2 separate regions of the Mus musculus genome follow, and region 1 is linked to region 2. The links are chromatin contacts, called in public Hi-C maps. All regions are on one chromosome and are shown on one strand. Each heading gives the region's core, a stretch centred on a gene start, on an enhancer-like site or on the middle of the called end of the contact. The rest is flanking DNA. Distances are from core to core; before and after follow the strand shown.

Region 1 (6,155 bases), core at 2,730-5,229, 190 kb after region 2:
AGAGGCCCTTGGAAGTGATGGAGCTGTTTTATCTTTTTAAAATATTGCTTGCATCCTGCTTCCTCTTTTCTAAGTGACCAGTGACCGAAACACTGCTTAGACATCTGTGCAGAGTTGCTGGTAGCCGCCCGTGTCACAGATGTATGCTCCTGGCAGCTAATGAGCTTTGTTTACCTCAACTCCCCCTTTGTCAACACTTGCTCTCTGCATCTTTGGGGGAGATATTCTGGCTAACGAAAGGACATTTCTCAGCTGTCCATTTGCCTTTCCATTTTCCTCTCATCCATCTGGGCGTGCCCCATTGGCTGTTTCCTATTGCCCGATGCCTGGTTCCCCCCACCACACACACACACTGTGCTTTATAAAGGAACTGCTGCTTTTTCTTCTGTAAATCCTTGGCTATTTGGAATAGAGGCTCACAGTGCCTTCAGGTAGCCTCAAAAACAGCTGGCTTCACTTCCAGCTGCTCCCCTATCACCCACTCATGCTCTGGCAGGTGGGCAGGCGTGGTGTGGTGGTGGTGGGGTGTGAGGTTCCAAAATCAAAATATAGTATCCCTCTTACCAAACCATCCAGTGCTTTTCTATTAAGTCTAGGAGAATATTCAAACAAGAAGGACTCTAGTTTTATGCCAACTTGACCTAAGGTATGGTCATCTGAGAGGAGGGAATCTTCAATTAAAAAAATGCCTCCATAAGATTGGGCTGTAGGCAATCCTGTAAGATGCTTTCTTAATTATTAATTAATGAGAGGAGAGCCCAGCCAATTGTGGGTAGGGTTACCCCTGGGCTGGCAGTTCTGGGTTCTATAAGAAAGCAGGCTGAGTAAGCCACGGGGAGCAAGGCAGTAAGCAGCACCCCTATGGCCTCTGCCTCAGTTCCTGCCTCCAGGATCCTGCCTTGTTTCAGATCCTGCCCTGACTTCCTTCAATGATGAACAGTGGCGTGGAAGCATAAGGCAAACCCTTCCCATCCAAGGTGCCTTGGTCGTAGTGTTTCATCACAGCAATAGTAAACTTGACTTGGAGAAGCCCCAAGACTGAGTGTGATCCCATCTCGCCCAGGTCTCAGGTTCAATGCCTTCCCATCTCCATGGTTTTACTTCCTGAAATTTATTACTCACTATCAGTCATGCTCCAAAAATACTAAGTAGCAATTTCCAGAAATAAACTGTAATTCATGGGTTGCATGCCATTCTGAGGAGCATAATGAAATCTTATGTCATACTACTCTGCCCCATCCAGACATAGCTCGTTCCTTTGTTATCCACTACCCATCTGCTAGTCATTCAGTGGCCATCTCGGTGATCAGGATGGTTGGCATGGTTGGCATGGCCCCAAAGCCCAAGAACACTGATGCTGGCAATTCAAATATTTCAAAGAAAATCCATAAAGTACTTGCTGTAAGAAAAAGGGCAGAGCAGGCGTGGTGGTGCACGCCTTTAATCCCAGCACTTGGGAGGCAGAGGCAGGTGGATTTCTGAGTTCGAGGTCAGCCTGGTCTACAAAGTGAGTTCTAGGACAGCCAGGGCTATACAGAGAAACCCTGTCTCGAAAAACCAAAAAAAGAAAAAGGGCAGACATTCTCAATGTACAGGCACCCTCTAGGGTGTCGGAATATATTCCTAGAAATTGTGGGGATAGGCATTAAATTCACTGTGACCTCTGTTCCTCTCTACCCACAATTCACTCTTCCCCCGTTGGCTTCCTCGTAGTGATCAAGCCTTCACTTACCTGTTGCTGGCTGGTTGTGTTGTACAACTTCCAGTATTCTAGAGGCAGAGGCAGGTAGATCTCTGTTAGTTCAAGGCCAACTCAAGGTCTACAGAATGAGTTCTAGGACAGCCAAGGCCACACAGAGAAAATCTGTCACAAACAAACAAACAAACAAACAAACAACAAAAGCTTCACCTGTCAGCAGTTTTCACTCAGCATGCTATCTAGTTTTCCTCCTGTCTGTCTGAGTGGCTATGGTCCCTCTGTCACAGGGTTTTCTACCACTTCTATCTTGGTGTATGTCATTGTCTGATCTGATTACATTTAATACAATCTGACAGAGCAGGGATTGTGTGCTGTCATTTGCTGTTGTGACCTCAGTGTCCAGAATGGTGCAGATGTGGAACGGCCATGGTGAACAGCCACAGAAACAGAAAAGTGGAGCTAGGAGCTCTCAGCTCACTGGCAGGCTGCATGGGGGTGCCTGATCCAGAACACCAGTTTGACTGTGGTGATGCCTATCCCTGGTTGTCAACTTAACTACATCTGGAGTGAAGTACAATTCAGAAATGGAGGGTACACTTGTGATCCAGATCCTGAGACTAGAAGACACAGGCTTCTGACCTGGATCTTGACGAAGATCTTGGTAGATGGTGGCCATGTAAAGCTTAGGCCCAGGCAAGGTGGTACACGCCTTTAATCCCAGGAGATTGAGGCAAGGAGATTTCTGAGTTCAAGGCCAGCCTAGGACTAAGCAAGTTCCAAATCCAGGTGTGGTGGCACACACCTTTATTCTGGGCCAGACGTTCTGCTGGAAGCCTACACAAGGACAATGGAAGAAGGAAGACTCACCGCTCTTCACCTGCTTGCACTTACTGGCCAGCACATCTGTTGGAACCTGCTTCTTCAGGATTCCAGCTTATACAGAAGACCAGCTGAAACACCTAGCCTCGTGAAACAGAGCAACTACCAGATTCTTAGACTTCCCATTTACACCTGCCCATTGTTGGGTTAGTTGAACTGCAGACTGTAAGTCATTACAATAAATTCCCTTAATAGATAGAGACATTGCATAAGTTCTGTGACTCTAGAGAATCCTGACTAATACATGGCCACATTGCCAACCCCCCTGCTCTTTGTACACTGAGGAAGAGTTCCAGAAGCCCCTCCTGTGCACAGTGACCTGAGAAAGCAAGCACAATGGGGCATTCTTGTCAAGGACTGTCAGGGTAAACCAGGGGACCACATACCAACACACTGGATGCTGCTCTTGGGTCGTGTGGAGGAAGCTGGGCTGCCAGTTGGACCATGGACAGGGGCATAGTGGGTTAGGGGTCAGGTCTATAGCAATAGGATCTGTGAAAGGGACCTGGGAGCCTGACCGCTAACCCTGGAGGACTGGTTAGGGCTCTTGGGGCTATACTGTTTACTGTGCCAACAGAGAGAACATTGATTGCAGCATGCCCAGTGCTTAAAGAACTTTCAAAACTGAGAAGTGACTGGGGATATGTAGTTCAGAAAGCTGTGATCTCACTTGCTCTGGACTCCTGGGGTTCCTAGAGTTAGAGATTTCCTTCCTCCCTCCCTCCGTCCCTCCGTCCCTCCCTCCTTCCCTCCCTCCCTTCTGTTTCTTCTTTCTTTTCTCTTTCTTTCTTTCTTTCCTTCTTTCTTTCTTTCTTTCTTTCTTTCTTTCTTTCTTTCTTTCTCTTTCTTTCTTCCTTCCTTCCTTCCCTTCCTTCCTTCCTTCCTTCCTTTCCTTCCTTCCTTTCCTTCCTTCCTTTCCTACCTACCTTCCTTCCTTCCTCTTTCTTTCTTTCTTTCTTTCTTTCTTTCTTTCTTTCTTTCTTTCTTTCTTTTCCTTCCTTCCTTCCTTCCTTCCTTCCTTCCTTCCTTCCTTCCTTCCTTCCTTCCTTTCTTTCTTTCTTTCTTTCTTTCTTTCTTTCTTTCTTTCTTTCTTTCTTAGACTGGGAGTCTTCTGTGTATTTCCAAAACTATGTCAAGTTTGTAGTCTTCCTGTCTCAGTCTCGTGAGTGCAGAGATTACATGTGTGTAACACCATTATTTAGACTCTGCACTTGCTCATAGAAACACAGTCCCTCAGAGCTTCTTGAAATCCAGGAGGGCTGCTGAGGAGACATGGACCCCCTCCCCCCGAGGCTTGCTTTAGTATCCACCCCTACTCTTCCCGCTGCAGTGAAGAGCACCCAGGAGGCTGTCATTTTCTGTCTCGTCTTCGCTGAGACAAGTGTGCTCAGGGACCACACCCACCCACGCATGTGGGCGGCTCCGGTTTTGTGGCTTCTGGGAGTACACAGCCGCCAGGCTGCAGCCTTATATTTTCCTGGCTTTGTGATGTCAAAGATGACTCATTAGGTGGACGCTTGCTTTACTGATTAATCTTACTTAAGCACGTTGTAGTTTTCCCTGAAGCCTCGCTGGGAGCACCGGTTTTGCTACAATAGGAACGAAATCGCAGGCAGGTCCCTGGAGCGTTGCATCCTGCCGACTCCATTTCTTTGGTCCTCCACATTAATTTACTTCAAATGACACCAAGGGGCCAATGTATTGCACACATACCTTTGCTTGATGAAATTTTTTTTTGCTTTCGTTTCTAACCATTTGTATAAAAAGCTCCAGTTTCAGCTTGTTTAGACCTTTAGGCAGGGAATTGAACTCTTCCAAACCACTTCCAAATTGCTCCCACTCTGAAAACTTGCTGAGGCTGGCTTTCTCTCTGCTGGACCGAAAGCAGAAATTCTTTTATCAGTCAGAAAACACCACACAGCACACAGGCTGTGATTCCCAGTTCTCATGCCCTCCCTCATAAGGCTTTAAATCAGTGGCTCTCAACCTTCCTAACGCTGCGACCCTTTAATACAGTTCCTCATATCGTGCTGGCCCCCAACCATAAAGTTGTTTTGTTGCTACTTCATAATTATAGTGCAAATATCTGATATGCAAGACATCTGTTACATGCCTCCCTGTAAAAGGGTTGTTTGACCCCCAAAAGGGTCGTGACTCATATGCTGAGAAACCCCACTTTAAATATTTTAGTAAAACTGCGCTCCCTGGGCTGATGAGTTGTTTGAGAAGATTTCGTATCCTTTTCTCCAATATTGGTGATGCAGTTGGGGTTTCCCCTGGCTTCTGTACCCCAACTCCGGGTTCCAACCTGTGTCCTCGCCACAATGACTCATGGGCTAGAACAGCCAGTTACAAAAGGAAATGTTGTATTTCTCCAGTGAGATATGTCCAAGGGTGACTTTTGAGGAAAAAATGATCATGTCTAGACGGTAACTATTCTGGAGAGGAAGTCAGGCCGAGAGAGCAGTGGAGACCAGTCGGGAAGCTCAAAGGACACAGGAAACCTTGGACAAACCAGGGAAGCCATGAGGTGGATGAATAAGGGAGAGGCCCTTCTTAGAGGGCAGAGTCAGAGAATGTGCCACCTGGGCTGGATTCTGGAGGTCACACTCAGAGTGTGTCAGCTCTCCAGAGAATGGGGAACTAAGGACCTTTCCTTGCCATCCCTGGGGATTCTGGTTCTAGTGGCCTGAGGGGGGATGGGAATTTTTTTTTTGATGGTAGCAATAATAACAACTCAGATTTTATAATAGCTTTATACCAGCCATCGTCTTAAGAATTCATATCGAGGTGGTCCCTGATTTAGTGATTTTCAGCTTTATCCTAGTGCAAAAGCAATAAGTTATACTTCAGCTATTGATGCTGACTTTTTCTGGAGCTAACGGTGCACAATCCTGTATTTCTTTACTTTCTGGGCATAGCTGCCAGGCTCCATCGCATGAGTAAACCTCTGAGACTGTTCAGAACACTCAGTGGCTCAGCTAGGATGTTCATTCAGTATGTTAGCTACGCATGTTCAACTCGTGATGTCTTCTATTTGTGATGGTTTTTTGATGCAGCTCCATCAGCAGCTAGGAGGGCTTGTGGCAGGCTAGTTAACATGACTGCTAACTAGTTAATATGACTAGTTAACAGACTTCAGAAGTAAGCTCTTGGGAGGTCAAGTGTCTGCCTCTCGGACCCTTTACGGCAATGGTGATGACTGTGATGTAAGATGGTCCTTAAAGAAGAAGAAGCAGCTTTCCTTTATTTTCCATTTCCTAGGACCTTACCATGTGTCGGCTCCCATCTCCTGCATATTCCCACTAGATAAAGAAAGCAATGCATTGCTCCAACTTTAAAGACACAGAACAGGGAGGAGGTGGCCAGTGCCCTCCACTGGGAAATTTGTAACCCTACATTCTCTGCTGTGACGCTGACATACTTATCTTTTCCAAATTCTTTATTCTAAAGCATATTTTAAACTTATGCACACTATGATAGGTGCCTTCCTGAGAAAGTAATAGATGCTAGCTGTAAAAGTGATCCTGTGAGCATGTAAATTTAGAATATCTTGGAACGGTGTTACCGAGGGAGG
Region 2 (6,777 bases), core at 3,679-6,178:
TAAAGATGGGAAGGGAGTGCTGCAGACTGCACGGTCGCCAAAAGAATTCAGCGAGAACATAATTCAGTGGGAGAGAGCACCATGACAGTCTTGGACGCAGGAAAGCCAAGAGAACCTGTTGGCAGCTGACCTGACTAATAGCCTGGCCAAAGCTCTTAAAAGAAATGAAATGTTTAAAAAAAAAAAAAAAAAAAAAGGAGGAGGAGAAGATTATGATGATATTGGAAGATCAGAAAAGAAATGTAGTTGAAATAAAGGTATGACAAACCTCAAGATTTTTCAAATGTTTATCAAAGTTAAAGGTGACTTTATTATATGAAGGGGAAATGAAGCAATGACTCAGATATAAATATTTGAGGGCAGAAAGCAAATAGATGTAAAGTTTCCACATCACACAAACTGGTAAAATGCAACACTAAAGGGCAGGAAAAAAACCCAAAGGCTGTTCAAAATGATTAATCGAACAAATAAGCCTTTGTTTCAGCTATGGGGGGAAAAAAAGGTACATTTTATCGTTACTATTGGAAATGAGAAGTGGGTATCACTGCATATCCTGAGACATAATATAATAATCGAGGATTGGGAACCTAATGCTCACAAATTTGATACATTAAAAGAAATGGACCTATATTTGAAAAGCATCAGCCACAAATTACAGGAAGAAATCAGTAAATCAGTAGCTAATGACCTTCCAAACAGAAAGCTCCCACACCATGATTCCTAAGGAATCCTATGAAATGAAGGTCTTAAAGCAACTGTCGAGAGTGTGTTTTGGAGAGTAGAAGGGAACTCACCTAGCTCATGCTATAAGGTAAACACTACCCTCAACAACAAAACCAAGCAACACCTTTAAAGAAAACAAATTATAGACCAGTATCTCTTGACTTAAAAGTAAAAGTTTTGAACAGAGAGTTAGCTACTTAAGTCCAACAGCATAAATTTTAGATGTACATCATTACCAAATGGAATCTATCCCAGATATATAAGGCTGGGTAGTATTTTTTTTTTTAATTCGTATAATCAAGCCATCACATTAACAGTCTAAATAAAATAGAGGCGGGGCATATAGCCTTCCATATTGCGGGGCCCTGAGTTTGGTCTCTAGCGCTGCCAGAAGGAGGAAAATACCATCACATCAATAGACACAGAAAAGGCATCCGGGAAAATCCAGTTTCCGTTCACGATTTAAACCTTCGGGAAACTAGGACTAGACGGGAAGGTTCCTACCTTGGTAACATACACAAAAAGTGTTAGGTGATATTCAGTGGGAGGGACTAAAAGCCTTTCTGGTATGGTCAGGAAGACGACGAGTATGCTCCCTTTCAATACTGGAAGGGCTAGCTACTGCATACAAATAAAAGAAAATAAGAAATAAGACTCTGCTTTAAAGAACTTTAAAAACTGCTTTAATTAGAACACGATGTCATAGCCTCTCAATATAGCATGTTTACAAGAGAAAATCCTTCAGAAGTCAAAATCCCGGCTCTGGTAGCATTGGCCTTGTTATGAGAAGCCCGGCCCCTCTGCCCGTCAGGTCCTGCTGCTCTACAATTCGTTTGGTTCCCTTTTCATCTCTTCTGCTTGGTATGCGTTAGGTTTCCTGACCCCGATGCGTCACTAATTCATCTGTACCAGAATGTTCCCTTCCTGGAACTCGGGATGTTTTCGATGTCACTCTGACCTCTGTTTCTCTTAGTTAATTGTTTTAAATGCATACAAAAGCAGCTTTGTTCTTCGCATTTGATCCAGAGCCACACACAGCCACGTGGTCCCCAGAACCCTGCCAATCCAGATATTCCTTCCATAGAAAGGGATAGCATTGCTCAGCCCCCATGTCAAAGAGAGGGACCACCATGCAAGCCATGCGCCCTGGACAAAGGACCTTAAAGGTACTACACGTACTAACAGTACTGAGAGTCGGGGGAGGAGCCAGCATCTAGCCTCCTCTTTTCCAACCACTTTTCCTTCCCCCTTTCCTCTCTCTTTTTGTCCTTGTGCACACTGCAGTGAACTTTCGTCCTAATGACAAACACTCCACTTTTTAGTCCATAATCACTGTTCCTACTTCTCCCGATGGCTGAATTGCCCCTGGGAAGTCTATAGTTTGCCCACTATGCACATGCCCAGATCACTGCCATGGCCAGTTTTGGAGAACAGCATTTTCTCACAAAGAGGCTCCATGGGCAGGTGGGACAGTGCATCTGAATTCTCCTCCCTAAGGAGGGAACCTAGGGATACTCACTGGCAGAGGTGTGGGAAGGTGACTGGAGGCTAGGAAGTAGGCGGAGTCTCCGTGTGGGCAATCTATCTTCACCAACCTCACAGCTCAGTGGTATTAATCTACCCTATAAATGGATGGCTTAAAAAGTCAACTAAAAGCAAGGAACCAAGAGCGGGCGAAGCCATTAAGTCTTGAGGGATTATATAAGCTTTCCTCAGCCCGACAAGGGTGTGCTGCAGTGAGGCTCAGGCAGGTGTTGGTCGTTAATCTCTCAGAAGGGCAGTCTCTGAGTTACCCATGCTGGACTGGATGGCTGTATTATTCCACACAGAGACACGTACTTAGGAAATCAATAGTGCTATAATAGCAGAACATGACTAATGTCCTCTGCCTTTCTTTAAAACCCCTGGCTTCCTCTAGCTCAACAATGAGAGGATCTATCCAGCCAGGGGATGAACGAAGTCCTGGACCTGCACGGGGAGGGAACTCACACTCAGACAGCATCCAGGGTGCAGGCCACTGCCTTACACACACCAGAACTGACCTTGAGTCTCACATCAGAACTGATTCCAGCTAGTGCTAGACAGGCCTCTGTCTGCTCTGCTTTTCAATCTGTGAGAAGGGTTAAACAGTTGCTACTTTGCCTCCAAGAAAAATTACCACTGTATTTTATCATAATGTTTAGGCCTTTCTCATTTTCCTTGCCTTGTGTTGGAGTGTGTGTGTGTGTGTGTGTGTGTGTTTCCCTTCAAAGTCTCAGACCTTTCCACCTGCTGGAGCAAACCTGGAGGGAACTGGTCTTTACTGATTTTTTTTTTCTTCCTTGAAAACATAATTCCACTCTGAACCAGGTCATTAGCACATCGGTCATGCGCTGCCTGGCCTGCGCTCAGGAAAGGAAAGAAACTTAAATTCCTTAATATAGTAGATAGATAGGTTCAAAAGCCAGCTCTTCTCTCCATACTCTCCAGTCTCACGCGGCCCCTTCCCCTGCTTAGGGTCTCCTTTCTCTCTGTCTCAAACCAGTAAGTTCCCAGGCATCTTACAAGACTATCCAGGGGTGGCTTCCCTGGGGACGCCTTCCCTGACCTCAGACATGGACAGCCTTCTATCGACCCCAATCTTCCCACAGTCCTGCACCATGAGGAGCAATGTGTCTAGAACACAAAAACCAGGTTCTCATCTCAAGCCTCAGGCTGCATTTCTAACAGTCTCTTGCACAAAATATGCCACTGCCATATTTTGGGTGATGAAACGATACCTTTCTTCTCACCTGTGTGCTTCAACAGAAACTCTGTCGGACTTTTTTTTTTTTTTTTTTTTGGTTTTTTGAGACAGGGTTTCTTGGCTGTCCTGGAACTCACTTTGTAGACCAGGCTGGCCTCAAACTCAGAAATCCACCTGCCTCTACCTCCCGAGTGCTGGGATTAAAGGCATGCGCCACCACTGCCCGGCTCTGATAGCCTTTTAATCTCTGGTTCCCAGGGCTGACCACAGAGCCAATGATGCAGCCATTCGGAGTGCTTTTGATTGACAGTTGGTGAGTCTGCAGATCCAGAACCCAGGACACAGGAGCAGAGTGCTCATTAGAAGGTGATAAATGTCACGCCGTGGAGGTGGCCTCTGGGAGCGTTTGAAGGACTGTAGCTCAGACCGAGTTTGAGACCTTATAAAGCTTGGAGAAATCTGTTTTTGCTTTTTAAGGTTTTTTAAAAAAAAATTGTGTGCATGTGTGTATGTACAAGTGTGCGTGTGAGAGAGTGCTCCTGGAGGCTGAAGAGGCTGTCAGATCCCCTGTAGCTAGAGTTGCAGGCAGTTGAGTCATCTGATGTGGGTGCTGAAAATCAAACTCTGGTCTTGTACAGGAGCAGCCAGTACTCTTACCAACTAAGCCATCTTTCCACACCCCCTACCTCTACCTCTACCTCTACCTCTACCTCTACCTCTACCTCTACCTCTACCTCTACCTCTACCTCTACCTCTACCTCTACCTCTACCTCTACCTCTACCTCTATCTCTACCTCTACCTCTGCCTCTACATGGGAAAATAGATCCTAAAGAAACCAGCAGGCCTGCTGGGGCCTCACAAGCAGAGAGAGCAACTAAACTAGAATCAGAAGTCAGTCCTTGCTTGTAGAAAGGCTTTTCAACTTAGGTTTAAGGACTAGACCCTTGTGTAAATGTCTGATGTCGTTGTGAAAACTTTTTTCTCCCTGCTGGGGATGGTGCCCCGGTGCTTGCCCTGCTAGGTGGGTAATCGCTCCACCACTGATGTACAACTCCAGCCTGAAGCGGGGTCATTTTTATTGTTCCAAGTGTATCATCTCTAGTTTCACTGAAGGCCAACTGTTCTTTCTTGTTTCTCTTGCCTGGTGTTCTGTGGGTTTTAATCACAGGCGATGAGATTCTTGTTTCTCAGTCCCTGAGCCCTGCACTTGCCGTCAGACCTGACATCAACTTGAAACTTCCTTTCCCATTTACCTGTCTCTATTATGCAGACCATGAGAAGTCACAAGCAGGCACTATGTCCTCAGCAGAGCATATGACACAGTCTCAGTAAAGCCAGCACCAGCCGGTCGGGACAAGGAGAGCCTTTGGCATTTGGGTAGCATACAGATTTGCATCCAGACTGCTCCAGCAGTCACCGCAGGCTTTGCTCATCCCTTTGAATGCTATTGGACTGTGACCCAAGGGTGACTTCTGCTCTTCCTCTGTAACTCTCCCACGATGACTCACACATATCATAAATTGTTGCTGGTCTTCAGAGTCAGGGAGACTACGCTAGTCTCAGGAATGGCAAAGAAAAGCACAGTTCATCAAAACAAAAGCCACTGCGCAGTCGCCGCCCACTCATAACAGGAGTGTTCAGATCACAATGACTGAAAACAGCAGCGTGTAGGACAGTTACACACCTTTATCCCCCTCCACGGGCACAGCAGGTATTTCTGATGGGGCTTATGCCTTGATTTCATGCCAGGAAGTGACCCGGGTGACTCAGTGACAGGGCTGAGCTTTACACTTAAGTCTTCCAGCATCTCTTGTATCCTGGCTCCTTTTCTGCAATAAAGAGCATGGCATTGATTGGCTGTGGGCTTCCAACAGTTTAAAGGTGACAAGCTCGGTATAGTCTCACTGTGGAGGGGACAGCTTTATGTAGGAGGGTGTCATTTGACCACCTGCCTCCTCCATCCTTCTTTTGTGAGACAAATGAGGAAATACAGTGACCTGCTTTCTGGATAATGCTTGGCTAATGCTTTGGTGAGGCTAGAATTCTGTTCTGCTTTGCACTCTTTTGTGCTTGTGCACGCATGCGCGCATGTGCACACACACACTCACACACACACACACACACTTTAAAATGAACAGGAAATTTATACAAAGAAATAAAGAAGCAGAATACAATTGTAAACTAGTGCATCCATTTTCATCAAGCTTCTTGTGGTATCTACGATGCTCCAAGACCTAACTCACAGATATGTGTCTAATAGACATGACTCATACTACACCCTAATAGATATGCACTATAATGCCGTAGATCCATTATTTACAATATTAAAGAACGAAAATTCCATCTAGAGTAGAAAAGGCAAAAATAATGTTGTACATCCCTGCAATGCATCACTACGAGCAGTGAGAGGGAGCCATGCAGATGAATGACAATGTAAGCTTTAGACATAGTGACAATATAAGCTATAGACATAGCACTGCCTGGGAAGAGCCGAACACAAGAGCTTGTCTCTGCCTGTGGACTCAACACCGATGGCTTCAACCAAACTTGATTAGAAAACAACCATTAAAGAAGCGATTGTGGGACCTGGAGAGATGGCTTTATGGCTATGAGTACTTGCTGTTCTTGCAGAGGACCTGAGTTTGGTTTCATGCACCCACCTGACAGCAGAGTGATCAGATCTTAATTGGCTTATAGGGCAGTCATACACCTTTATCCTTCTGTTGTACTGATACATACAGATTTTTTCTTTGTCATTATTCTCTAGATGCAGTATAATAGCTCTTTGCAGTAAGCATCAATAGCAATCTAGAGATGGCTTACCTGGTGCAGAAGGCTATGTCTATGCGGTATGTGTATGGGGCTGAGGGGATCTACATACTGGAACTAGAACCCAGGGCTTTGTGTTAGGCATGTGCTGGATCACTAAGCTACATCCCTAGCCCAGAGTTATATGTAAATAATGTCCCTTGTATATAAGGGACTTGAGCGCCTGAGGGGTTGGGCATTCATGGGCAGAGCTCTGCGGTGTTGCTCCATTTCTGCAGTTTGAAAACAATCAAACTTGGTGTGTGGTGAGCAGTGGGACTGTGGCTGCCTCTGGGGAGCACTGATTAACAGAGAGGCAGCACAGCAATCTCTCCAGGATCCTCGGAATTATTTACATGTTTACACACACATGCATGAGTGTGTGCCACGGGACACTTTCATCTCTATGTGTAGGTTTATGTGCTTACCTGAATAGAAACCACAGCCCAATTAAAAAATTAAGACGTTTGACTTGAGAAGGAATAATAGTTAGCTACAGATCAACTAAAACCCCTTTAAA

What was found. Hi-C and Micro-C count contacts between places; a contact is called where the count stands out from the background.
Region 1: a contact with region 2 is called in a Hi-C map of pancreatic cancer cells, with 2.2 times the contacts expected there. The contact joins two enhancer-like sites. A contact is called at or near these places in 15 of 39 promoter capture datasets (the 3T3-L1 cell line, the C10 cell line, the HPC-7 cell line and 8 more), 5 of 15 datasets of contacts at CTCF or cohesin (embryonic stem cells, large pre-B cells, pro-B cells and 1 more), 87 of 484 Hi-C or Micro-C datasets (3T3-L1-derived adipocytes, the 63-12 cell line, the AML12 cell line and 55 more), 9 of 115 datasets of contacts at active chromatin or transcription factors (astrocytes, embryonic stem cells, epiblast stem cells and 2 more) and 1 of 9 other capture datasets (embryonic stem cells).

The regions. Positions count from the first base shown.
Region 1 is chr14:32,488,737-32,494,891 of GRCm38.p6, forward strand. No RefSeq gene overlaps it. Among named protein-coding and RNA genes, the nearest start is that of Ercc6, 22 kb to the right of the region's middle. Within about 2 kb of position 3,980, at least 40 of the 459 cell types and tissues checked have an H3K27ac peak or open chromatin away from gene starts, as enhancers often do. A contact at or near this core is called in pancreatic cancer cells, where this site is marked.
Region 2 is chr14:32,300,118-32,306,894 of GRCm38.p6, forward strand. No RefSeq gene overlaps it. Among named protein-coding and RNA genes, the nearest start is that of Ogdhl, 19 kb to the right of the region's middle. Within about 2 kb of position 4,929, at least 34 of the 459 cell types and tissues checked have an H3K27ac peak or open chromatin away from gene starts, as enhancers often do. A contact at or near this core is called in pancreatic cancer cells, where this site is marked.